Regions from separate parts of the Triticum aestivum genome. Here region 1 is linked to region 2. The links are chromatin contacts, called in public Hi-C maps. All regions are on one chromosome and are shown on one strand. Each heading gives the region's core, a stretch centred on a gene start, on an enhancer-like site or on the middle of the called end of the contact. The rest is flanking DNA. Distances are from core to core; before and after follow the strand shown. Region 1 holds the start of LOC123050411 (protein HAIKU1). Region 2 holds the start of LOC123050390.

Region 1 (5,932 bases), core at 1,931-4,430, 250 kb before region 2:
CAATAATTGCTGAAGAACATCTGGCCTAGCCAGTAGCTCTGGTAAACTATTGCTGGTTGCCAATCAAACAATAGCAAGCAAGCAAGCAGATGGACGGATCAACAGGTCAGTGTGCGGAGCAAGGCACATCACCATCATCATCTCTGAGCCTTTTCCCATATTCTTCGTTCTCTTTTGGAGGTGCATGCTGATTTCTCCACAAGAACTGAGAGATAAAGAAAGCATAAGAAAAACACACATGATGATGAGACCATGACAGCCACTTCACTTTCTTTAGTTTAGTCAGGTTAGTGCCAGATCAACAGAATTGCTTGCAACACACAGTTTAGTCTACTGTCCGAGTTCATGCGTCCACACACAAGGAACCAGGTTGCTCATTCAGAAGTCAACTGTTCATAAAAAACAAATATATGTACACGATCTAACTAATGCTTACTGGAATTAGCCCTTCTTTATCTGAGCAGAGACATGAATAGCTGCGAAATTTCCGGTTGATTGGACGGTCGCAGATATGATCAAACTAATTGTTCTTCACACGGACACGCCATGACCTGTTCAGCTTAGATATAATTCAGCAAAGGTAGTTCGGACTATTTTTTTTTTTAGCAAAGCTAGATTCCTTCTTTTTTTCAGTTGTTGTCTCAAACTTCACAGGTACAATAGGGCCGTATCAACAATAAGATGTGTTATTGTCCTGGTGCTTTCAGGACAGAAAGAACAAATTTGGATGAAGCTACAACGGTCCCACATATTAATCTGGAGGGAACTTCAAGCATGTCCTCAGCCCCAAAAGTAATGTAACACACCTAACCAGCAGATGTTTACGGTTACAACAACATGTAAGAACATTTTGAACACTTGTAAGCTAACTAACATGATATGCATGGTTGCTACCGATAAAAACACTTGAAGATATGTACAGATCAGAACTGACAGATTGTTGATCACAGAGTCCTGCTACTCTATTGCAGCAGTGCATTGTATAATTGACATCTGAGAGATAATTACATATTCACTATAAAGACAATTTCACATTCCAATGGGCAGAACGGTCAAGTGGTGTAACACCAAACATTGCATCTTTAAGATTGATGTCTGCAACCAAATTACAAAAGCTGTGAACACCAAACATTGCATCTTTAAGATTGATGTCTGCAACCAAATTACAAAAGCTGTGAACACGTATTTGACTGATAAAGTAAGTTATGGAAAGGTTATCTTCTTCAAGAACATGTTTCTTTGGGTGCATACCATGCACTGAGGTTTAAGTAAGGAAGTCTAATTTTATGTTAGAAGCTAACAATTATATTGTGCATACAACAAAGGGATATGTGACTGACCAAAGTATCGAAACAACCGATCTGCTTCAAAACACTAAAGGGACAGGATGCATACGATGCTATCATGCAGATATCAGTAATACTGCTGACTAAGCTACTGGCTATCATGACGTTAAATTGTAGATAACATGTATATGAAGTGAATAAACATTCAGGCCACGCTAACAAACTTTATCTCATGTATGACTGTATGGGCATGTCTAGCGCAAGATAGCATGATGCTCCCAAGAAGAAATAGACATACCCTTGATGCATTAAACCTCAATCGTACTTGGATTGTTAATTTCCAGATAAGCTGGGCTATGACATAATAACAAGTTACCTTCCCTCTCAAAAATACAAGTAGAAGAAAAGGGGAAAACAATTATGTTCCCTGAATAGGCATACCAACAGCAATCATGAGTGAAATATTTGTCAGAAAGAGCTCATCTTTCTTGAACTAAAAGTACAATTACATGTTTCAAGCCTATCCACTCAAGAATCTACACTACAACATTCCCAGTTCTTACTGTCCTCCTTTTGCAGCCAAGAAAGTGAACAAATTGAAAAATTTCCCCAGTTATACAATTACAAATATGTAACCAACAGCCTTTACCGAAGCCTTACAGACTGATGCTAACCGCACAGCAGCAATTAACAGCAACAAATATTGGTGTCGAGAGCTACAACCCACCTGTTTCACCTCCGCCGGATGAACCAATTCCCATCACTGTAGCTACCTCCCTACCGTCAAATGTTACAGGGGCGACTGCTGACCGATGCTACATATCTCTCCACCGTGGACTCAGCAAGGGAAAGAATCCGGACGGTGAGAGCAGCCCCGACGGCGACTGCGGGAACCATAGCCCTGGCGAAGGCGGCGGCGGCATGGGCCCTGGCCCCAGGATCCCTGTTCCTGGCAGCGGTGACAACAAGGGGAAGTTTGGCGTGAGCGGAGGGGGTTGCTGGAACCCCGGCGAGAGGAGCGGGTAGGGCGACCTGGGCGTCGGCGAGAGCAAATTGAGGAATCCGGTCGGCGAAGGGAGTATCCCGGGCGACGGCACCGGCGGCGGGGGCGGGTGATAAGGGTGCTGCGGAGGCCCCCGTCCGGCAGCTGCTGCTGCAGCCGCGGCATGAGCATGGGCTGCAGCGGCCGCCGCGGCGGCAGCCCCGGGAGGAGTGGCGCTGAAGAGGGAGTTCTCGAGGATGCGCATGTAGGCAGAGACGGGCGAGTCGGCCCAGGCGGGCCCCGGCGGAGGCATGGGCATGTGGTGCGGGTGCGGGGGGCGGTGGAAGGCGGGGTTGTGGTTAGGGTTGGGTATCTGGTGGTGGTTGTGGACGGGAGGGGGCCGCGCGACGGGGGTGGAGATGGGGGGCGGGCGGATCTTCTGGAGGCGCATGGAGGCGGGCTTGGACTGCTGCTGGTGCTGCTGCTGGAGCGGCGGAGGGGGGCGGTGGTGGTGCTGGGGCGGCGGAGGGGAAGGCGTGCCGGCGGTGAGCTGCTGGACCATGTCGCGGAACTGGTTCTTGCTGATGTTGTATACCTGCGGCTGGGGGTGCGGCGGGCGGGGCGGCTGCTGCTGAGGCGGCGGCGGCGGCGTCGCCTTGCGGATGTTCCGGCCGAGCTTGTTGACGCCGAGGTGCGGGTTGTGTCCGCCGCCGCTATTGCTGCTGCTGCTGCGGTCCATCTCGGCGGATCGGCGGCGGTGGATTTAGGAGGATTGGCGCGGGCGGGGGAGCGGAGGTGGTGGGAGGGGGGAGGGGATGGGAGGACGGGAAGCACACGCAATGGAATTCGTTAGCAAGTTGCAGCGTGGTTTTCTTTGACTTTGGGGGCGCTCGGCGGAGACGGGAGGGGGGATGGGAATGGAGAAGCAGGCCGATGCACACTCTCTTGTCTGGGCTGAGTGCGTTTTCGCTTCCTGTTTACTCGTGGGTACACCACGGAGTCTCTGCCAGCCATTGGCCCTAGCTGTCTCGCTACTGGTTTGACATGTCGCTCGTTGGACAATCACACCAGACACAAAATTACATCCAAGTTAAGAGCATCTACAATGGACTGGTCAAATTTAACCCCAGCCCCCTCATTTATCTGCTTCAACGTTTCCCTGCTTCCACACTAGTCCTCCTATCCGCCGCCAAATCCATACACCCCTAGCAACGGTGATCAACATTTTACGTAGATAAAACCTCAACCTAGCAATAGCAAACATGTAGATCGGGGACAACAAGTTTTTTTATACAAATCGGACCAAAATGTTAATCGCCTACATGCGATAAAGCATAACTAAAAGTCTAAAACTAATAGATAACTTGTTAGGGAGGAGAAGGTGGGGACCGATCTATTCTCTCTCACTTAACAATAGTGCATCAAGTCCCGATTACAACTGGGATACAGAAATGAGACGAATAGAGGAGGAAGGGGATTAGGGTTCGTGGCCGCCGAGTCGTTTCTCCGTTGATCCACTCGATGGTTTTACACTTAGCAGGAGAGAGCATAAGTAGCCGATCATGGGGCTGGGCCTCATTAAACCCAGTCTGGCCCAGCCACATTGGTGTTGGGCTTGAGCTTGTGTCCGGGTCGCACCGCGTCTGGCTTGGCTGTAAGTGCATCAAGTGCCCCCTTAGTGATTTTGGAGTACTGAAGATAAATAGGTTGAGGAACTAATGTGTTTGTGAGTATACACAGGAAACAAAGTCCCTAAGGATTTGGTTTAACACACGGAAGATGACCCCTCAAAATTGGATTTCTTCAAGTGAAGAATTTGGTGATGAAATTGGTACGACCTTTGAAGAAATTGATGTGAAGACTTTGAAGCTTGAAGACTTCTGTTTTCATAGTTTCTTTTCTTCTTATTTGAGTCATAGGAAAAAGGAAAAGTCTCTAAATCTACCGACTGATTTTCTCATCTCGTAAACCCCCTCCTCTGCGCGCCACGTGCCCGCGTCAGGCAGCCCACCGCTTCCCCCAACCTTAGGACGAAGCTGTCTCCTCCACATGTTCCTTCTTTCCATCCCCTTTCCAATCTCATTCATCCTGATGACCAGGGGAGAGGACCCATGGCGAAGACCACCATACCAGCTAGAAAATCGGCAGGGGCTGCCGCCGGCCGCCGCCTTGATTCATCCTCCGCCCAACCCCATCAATGTTTAAAATCAGAGAGGATGACGTAAACCACATCGTTGTTGCATCCTCTCCTCGGGCTGCGGCTGCAAAAAGGACAAGGGCGACACCGGCCACCACAACAGCATGGGGTTGCAAGGCCGGGGAGGATGACTCCGGTCACCTCGGCTGCAAGGTTCTAGTGTGCCCCGTCGCACCCACAACCCCTGTGTTTTGCAGCAACATGGCTGCGACGGCGGCAGCGGCGGGCGGCGATTTGTGCAGCAACGATGACAAATTGCTGCTATGTCTTGCTGTGACGGTGGACAACCGCTTCCGCGATGCTTCTGAGGGAGTCCTGGATTAAGGGGTCCTCGGGCGTCTGACCTATTGGACATGGGCCGGACTGGTGGGCCGTAAAGATACAAGACATAAGACTCTCTCCCGTGTCTGGATGGGACTCTCCTTGGCGTGGATGGCGAGCCTGGCGTTCGGATATGAAGATTCCTTTCTCTGTAACCGACTTTGTACAACCCTAACCCCCTCTGGTGCCTATATAAATCGGAGGGTTTAGTCCATAGAGGCAATCATAATCATACAAGCTAGACTTCTAGGGTTTTAGCCATTACGATCTCGTGGTAGATCAACTCTTGTAACCCCCATACTCATCAATATCAATCAAGCAGGACGTAGGGTATTACCTCCATCAAGAGGGCCCGAACCTGGGTAAAACTTCGTGTCCCTTGTATCATGTTACCATCAACCTTAGACGCACAGTTCGGGACCCCCTACCTGAGATCCGCCGGTTTTGACACCGACATTGGTGCTTTCATTGAGAATTCCACTGTGTCACCGTCAGAAGGTTCGATGGCTCCATCCATCATCTGCAACGATACTGCCCTAAGGGAGGTTTTTCTCCCCGGCCAGATCTTCGTATTCGGCGGCTTCGCACTGCGGGCCAACTCGCTTGGCCATCTAGAGCAAATCGACAGCTACGCCCCAGGGCACCAGATTAGTTTTGGAAATCTGGATTATGTCGTTGATATCCGAGGAGACTTGATCTTCCAAGGATCCACGACCCCAACTTCCGCTCTGGCCTTAGAGCCGAAGCGCCTCGCTAGGACCAAAGACGGAATTTCTAAACCCGCGGGAATATCTGTGGCCACTAGGCCCAGTACGGGAGAGCCAGAGGAAGCAATGTCACCGACAACCATCACAAAGCCGGACCCTTCCCCGGATACCGGCTTCGAACTCTCAGAGTCAGCGTCGTGTGAGCTCGGCCGAGGAATTCCCTTCCCACCATACTCCACGGATTCTTTTCTCCCTGAGCAAACCTTGCCTTTAAGCGAAGCTCTGGACTTGATGTGATCCCTCGTGATTATAGAGGAGCAATGCCCAAACTACGCTCGGCCCAGACTAGGGGCTGAGAGCAAGGAATTTTATGTCCCACCCACCACCCACTTTATAGCCACTGTCGAGGACTTAACATACATGCTCGATTACGACTCCG
Region 2 (6,453 bases), core at 2,831-5,330:
AGTACCTTCTACTCAATCTTTGCAAGCACAATGAAATATTGAGATTTCATCTGTTCCCTTCCCGGTTGGTAGGACCAGGATGTTAACCTTTATACATGAAATTTGATCCAAGTTTTGGGATTTTCGAGTGAGCAATGCCCGACTATGTTTTAGTAGTTAGAAGTATCTTATTCTCCTTAGCGCACTATGATGTTTACTCCTGAGCTTAGACTGCAAGGGGTTAATGTTATGTTTCATTTGTTGATGGGATGTTTCCCCAATTTCAGGTCTGCATGTTGTGGTCATAATGTTCACGGGTTATTTGGTGGGGTTTGCTACTTTCAAAGCTCTGTTCAGCAACAGTCCTGTCATGGTAAGTCAAGAGTACCTAGTTGCTTGTTCTTCCATTATGGAACTCCGTAGGGTAATTTTTGTGCTAGCGGTGTGGCTTTACTCATACTGCATTTGACCCATCCTGCAAGGCACTACTATGGTGCAGAAGGCTGCTTTACGTAGTAAAACATCTAAATATAACAAGTGCGGCCTTGGTATTATATTTCAGAATGCTGCTGGAGGCATCTTAGGAGTGGTGGGTGGCATGCTGATGGAAACAGTTCTTTTCATCATCAGATCATCCAGTAAAGAGTTGTCGTCTTCGGTTCCAAGATCCAAGAAGCTTCAGTAGACACTGATCCGCTTTGATTTTTCATGTGTACTTTACCTTGCGAAACATTAGTATGTGAGAAGTTCTGGATCGATCAGATGTATGTAAGGAAATATAGTTGATTATCGAAGGTATTGAATGGGAGATTATGTTTGCAGGGCTTGCATTTACCTGGATACTAAGATACCAAGGTTTCTTGTTGAGTGCCTTATTCCAAAGTGCTATTGTGAGCTCGAGCTTACATGCTCCCGGAGATGAACATTAAAATCCAAAAAATAATAAAAATATTCAAAAAAAATCTGATTTTTTTGTCAAGAAACATTGATTATTTTTCTACACGCGTGGAAATTTTCGTGATGGAATCACGTTTGTGGATGTCTCAGCAAAAAAATATCGATGCTCCAAAATGCTTCCAAAAACACTTCTTTTTAGAGTATCGATTTTGTTATTTTTGCCAGCACCTGCACAAATGTGATTTCATCATGAAAATTTGCATGCGCGTAGAAAAATCATCAATGTTTCTTGACAAAAAAATTGATTTTTTTGGATTTTTTACTATTTTTTCAAATTTTATTGTTCATCCAAGAGCATGTGGGCTCGAGCTCACATACTTCATGTCCCACCTTATTGGTCTATATATATTGTGCACAAAGGCCAAGTCAGAAACGTGCATTTCTGATTCGTGAATTTCTAATGATCGCCATGTCCTACATGCTGGATCCATGTAGGAGTGAGAGTTGCAAAGGAGAGATAAAGCGGGCAAAATCGAGAAGTTTGTGAGGTCACTTTGCTTCACAAGAAGCAGATGCAAGGCTCTCGAGTTGTACTTCTCGAAATTCCGCTATGTTTATTATCTGTGTGATGTTCTCAGAATCAAGCTTTCTTTCGAAAAGCCAAAGACAAGCTCTATCTTAATCTCTTTTCTCTTTTCGAGAGCAAAGCCCAAAACAAATCAAAATGCAATCTCCTAAGGGTTGTATGGGTGTGTTCGGATGGTAGCAGTATTTAACCTACGAACTTCTTGGTCATGATAAAAAGTTGTCTATGTTTAATTGGTTGCCAATTCTGTATCATGTCAATGGCTCAATGACCTTTCTTGCTAATTCTGACCAATGCATGAGCAATCTACGAGCTAACCTCTAGGCGTCGTTTAGGCTGGTCATAGTGAAAGTAACTTAGCAAGTAACATAACACACCTCAAGAAAAATTTACTTGCATGACATGTATTTAATGAGGAGAGAGATGGTTGAAGTAACATAATATGTTACTGTAACATAACACATCCCAAGGCAAAATGAGTCTACATCTTAATAAATGATGGCTTGCATGACATCACATATATATTACTCTCCACTATGAAGGTAGTAACATAGACTAGTAACATAAGCATGTTACTAGTCTAAGTTACTCCCCACTATGACCAGCCTTAAGCGACAAAGGAAAAAACGATATTTAGGTGACTGAGGCAAAATGGCTGTTTGGCTGCGTGTGCTTAACTCACTTATGTTTCATATAAGAGCAATTGTTATGGAGTCGTCATAGTGTTTTAAAGATTGTGCCAAACATAGAGTCGTCATAATACAGGTTTTGTATTTTTTTTGAGACAAAATACGGCTTTTATATTTGCCTAGCAAGTAGGCCCACATATTATTGGGCCATACGTTCTTTCTATCCCATTTACAACAATTTGAATCAAACAATGAGCATAATTCAACAAATATTATTACGAACCGTTAATCTGAATACAACAAATGATTTAACTCAGCAAATAATCCGATCAAATAAATTGTTCAGGTACAAATAAATGAATATTAAAGTAATTTAAACACAATATCTCTCAGCCAGCTGTTAATGATGCTCAATGAGGTCGTTCTTAAGCTCATGATGGGAAGCCCGGTGTTCAATCTTTTGGTATGCATCAACAAATGCTTGAATGTGTTTTGTGCGTGTGCGATGCCTGCCGATTGTCACGATATCTTCATAGTAAATTGAGCCTCGCATATCCCTCTCATCATCTATGATCATGTTATGTAGGCTCACGTAAGTGTCGTGGTATTTGCCAAGGCATCCTTGTTACAGAAACGAGTTGGTGCCCAAATAATTGTAAGCCTTGATTGCAATACTCCAAATGCCGTCTCAATGTCTTCAATATGAGATTCTTGCATCTTCGCAAAATGCTTATGTTTACTGCTCTCAAAACTAAAAATTGTCTTCACGAATGTTGATCAAAAGATGGATATATGCCATCGGCTAGATAGTAGTCTTGGTTATAACAATGGTCATTCGACGTGAAGTTGCAAGGTGGAAAAGTACCACAAGCTAGTCTTGCAAACAGATGGGATATCTGTAAGACATCGATGTCGTTGTGTGATCCATGCAATCTAAAGTAGCAGTGTCATATCCAAAGATCTTTGGAGGCAACAACATCGAAAATTATGGTTGGATCCTTGCAATGCCTGGCGGATTGGGCATGCCAAGCTACATGTAAATTCTTTCAATTCCAGTGCATACAGCCGACACTCCCTAAAAATCCTAGGCTAACCTTTTGCCTAATGCATCGCTAGAAGCATGGCCATGTCCTCGACATAGGGTGCTCGCAGATACCCCGGTCCATAAACATGCATCATAGTTTCAGCAGACACTTTAGTGTACTTAATGATTGTATCTTCAGCCATTCGAAGAGGATCATCCCATGAATATGCAGGAGAGCCATATGCAAGCATCCGAAGTGTCACAACCACCTTCTGAAAAGAGGAAAACCCTAGGAGACTGGTGACATTTCTCCGTCGTTAAAACAAAGGTTCAGCGCATGCATGTTGTGGCCAATTCAACATAACAACCTTTGTTCATGCGGGAGCATTGCCGAAACATATAAGGTGGAAAGGTACAACCCAACAAAGTAGTCATACATGAGACGCTCGTGGCTGACGTATCTGTTCCGGCTGAATGTTGCATGACCAACCTATGATTTTGGACGCTTTCTTTTCCTTTCTGTTGTTGCTATCTACTCCCTCCGTTTCTAAATATTTGTCTTTCTAGACATTTTAAATGACTACTACATACGGATGTATGTAGACATGTTTTAGAGTGTAGATTCACTCATTTTGCTTCGTATGTAGTCACTTATTGAAATGCCTAGAAAGACAAGTATTTAGGAACGGAGGGAGTATTCCGCAACTATCATTATTACTTTGTCTTCTTCGTTGTCCATCATTTCACTCTCAGACTCGTAGCTCGCATCCTGTGATGAATCATGAAAAAATGTTAGCTCCATCATCGGACCATTTACACATAATGCCAATTATTTGTCATCTTCGCAATTATATGAGCCGCCGAACTACATCTACAAGGAAAGGATGAGAAAAATTACCTTTGAGATCGCGTGGCCGGATGGCAGAAAGAAAGGTGCAGAGATATAGTCAATCATAGGAGGTCCGTGAACGGTTCAACAAAGATGACTAGGTCCAAATCGCGGCGGTTCGGGTGGCGAAACAACCAACACGACTTAAGCCCTAGAGAAAAAAAGAGAGAGCTCCCGCGAGCGCCTAGGCGTTCTGGCGGCGACGGAGTCCCAGAGGGAGTGAATGGCGGCGGGGTTGCCGGCGCTATCTGCGGAGGAGGAGGGAGGAGAGGGTGCGGGGGTGGGCCGAATCGGAGGCATCTTCAGCGCGGAGGAGTGGAGAGAAATTAAGGCGAGATCGAAGCAAATCCTGCGGACTGCCGCGGACCGGAAGAGCTGCCTGGGAAGATTGAAGAAGAGGGCGGAGGAAATCTTGGGCGGATCCTCAGGTGAGCCTGCTTCTAATTATGGAAGAGGATTGTCGGATCCCTTCTGTCCAGGAGAGGTGATTCTGCCATCTGTAGAATTTAGGGATAGAATTAAAAAGGAAAAGGAGATAGGAAAGAAAGAGGATTCGGTGTTGATCTCTACTGGTTATGGGAGGATCCCGAATTTCTAGGATTTAACGTTGTTTCAGTTGAGGGGCGCGATTCAGGGGCTGGATGAAAATCGGGGGGCTGTTTCTCGCCATTTTTTCAGTTACCAGAGAGAAGTTAGTGGGGAGTGGATTTGGAAACGGACAAATCATAGTTATTTGCTTATAATTGTGTGCTTCAATTTCGTAATTACCTTAGCAATAGACATGGAAGAGGGCTATTTCTTCCTTAGGAGGTCGTGCCTTTGTTCTTCACAGGAAGCAGTAGCAGAGAGGGGCTCGGGTCTTCTCTCCTTTGTTCAGATAGCGTGTCCCATGGAGAACAAGAGTGCTGCTAAGGGGGTTTGTGGGGAAAGAGATACACAGGGGGTGGTGAGTACTGGAGAAGAGATGGAATCGGCGGCGGTGGTGAGGACTCGTGTGACGGCCAGGGGGGACGACCCCCTTCTTGGCCGTACGGTGGCGGAGCACAAGGGGAAGTTGGCTATGAGACGCTTCCGGGGTGAGGCTCCTCCTCTTGTCATCGACATGGAGGCTGCTAGGAGGGCCGTCTTTGGCTTCCTGGTAGTTGGACGCTTCTTGGCACCTTTCTAGATGAACCCTCGGGCCATCGTTAACGAGCTCCGAAACTCCGGGGCGTGGCGGCTTCAGGGTACGGCCACCGTCCAAGAGGTGGCCAGCGAGGACGGACGCTTTGTCCTATTTCTCCTCCGAGGGGGATCGACGGTTTGTGCTCAAGGCACAACCATGGCACTATAATTGGGACGGCATCATCTTCGCCGAGTTCGACGGTAGGGGCGACCCGGAGATCGATCTTGGGGTCATGCCCATTCGGGCCCAGGTTCGTGATGTCTCTTTCGAGCTCAAGACGGAGAGTATGGGATCGACTTTCGGGGATCAGTTGGGGGAAGTGGTGGATGTGTCGCACCGTAATCATGTCATAGTTGAAAAATTCTTGCGAGTGCGTGTGGGTATCTTGCTGCACAAGCCGCTCAAGAGCATTATAGAGTTCACCCCGTTAGGAAGCTCCAAGAAAATTAGATATGATGTCCAGTATGAAAAACTACCTCAATATTGTGAGTGTTGTGGGCTTATAGGTCATACTTCGGAGCGTTTCTGTAGTATTCCAAAAGAAAAGAGTGTAGCTATCTACCCAAGAAAATCTTAGTGTAGATGCTTACTGGAAGGGTCAAAGGTCACACAAGAGAGAGGTTATCTTACGAGGTTTACCTAGAGGTGAGCAGTCTTCGTTCATCGCACCCGACAACAAAAACAAGTCAAAGGCTATGGAGGGTGTCGTCGTCAGAGTGGCTAAGGAGGCGAGTGTGCTCACTGTATCCGACAAGGACGAGAATGTAGCGCCAAAGGCGGCCCAGCCTAGTTTCCCGCTCGGCCAGGAGGGCCGGGCTTCGGGGGAGCTCCTAACTGGCGCTTTAAGCGCCGCCGAGGTAAACCGGCGCGCACGCGCGGTGCCTAGCGGGCCGGCCCACCACGAGGAATCTGTACTATTTAACCCTTGCTGGAAAAACAAACGCAAACAAAAAATTCCATGCACACGAGGAATCGAACCCGGCACCCATAGAGTAATACTCCGCCATGGCAGCCAGTAGACCAGACACGACGTTTTGTTTGCTACCAGGAATCTGTACTATTTAACCCATTCAATACTGCAGATAACATATATATGCTGTATAGATTTTTTTAAATATAAATTCCGAAAAAGAACTCATAAATAGTGCAGATTGAAAAAAGTTCATTGATGTGGAAAAAGGTTCATCCGTATAGAAAAAAGTTCACAAAATTGAAAAATAGTTCATCGAATTTGAAAAAAGTTCATCAAAATTGAAAATAGTTCATCGAATTTTAAAAAAGTTC

What was found. Hi-C and Micro-C count contacts between places; a contact is called where the count stands out from the background.
Region 1: a Hi-C map of leaf shows a contact between it and region 2, with 3 times the contacts expected there. The contact joins the promoter of LOC123050411 here to the promoter of LOC123050390 in region 2. A contact is called at or near these places in 3 of 5 Hi-C or Micro-C datasets (all in leaf) and 1 of 1 datasets of contacts at active chromatin or transcription factors (leaf).

The regions. Positions count from the first base shown.
Region 1 is chr1A:353,383,027-353,388,958 of IWGSC CS RefSeq v2.1, reverse strand. It overlaps LOC123050411 (protein HAIKU1), which reads right to left and starts at 3,180. Exons shown (of 1, transcript XM_044473215.1): 1 at 1,557-3,180. The coding sequence starts at 3,007. The coding sequence ends at 2,102.
Region 2 is chr1A:353,132,503-353,138,955 of IWGSC CS RefSeq v2.1, reverse strand. LOC123050390 reads left to right here and starts at 4,080. Exons shown (of 1, transcript XM_044473197.1): 1 at 4,080-6,453. LOC123050401 reads left to right here. Exons shown (of 4, transcript XM_044473206.1): 3 at 267-352; 4 at 542-846. The coding sequence ends at 664.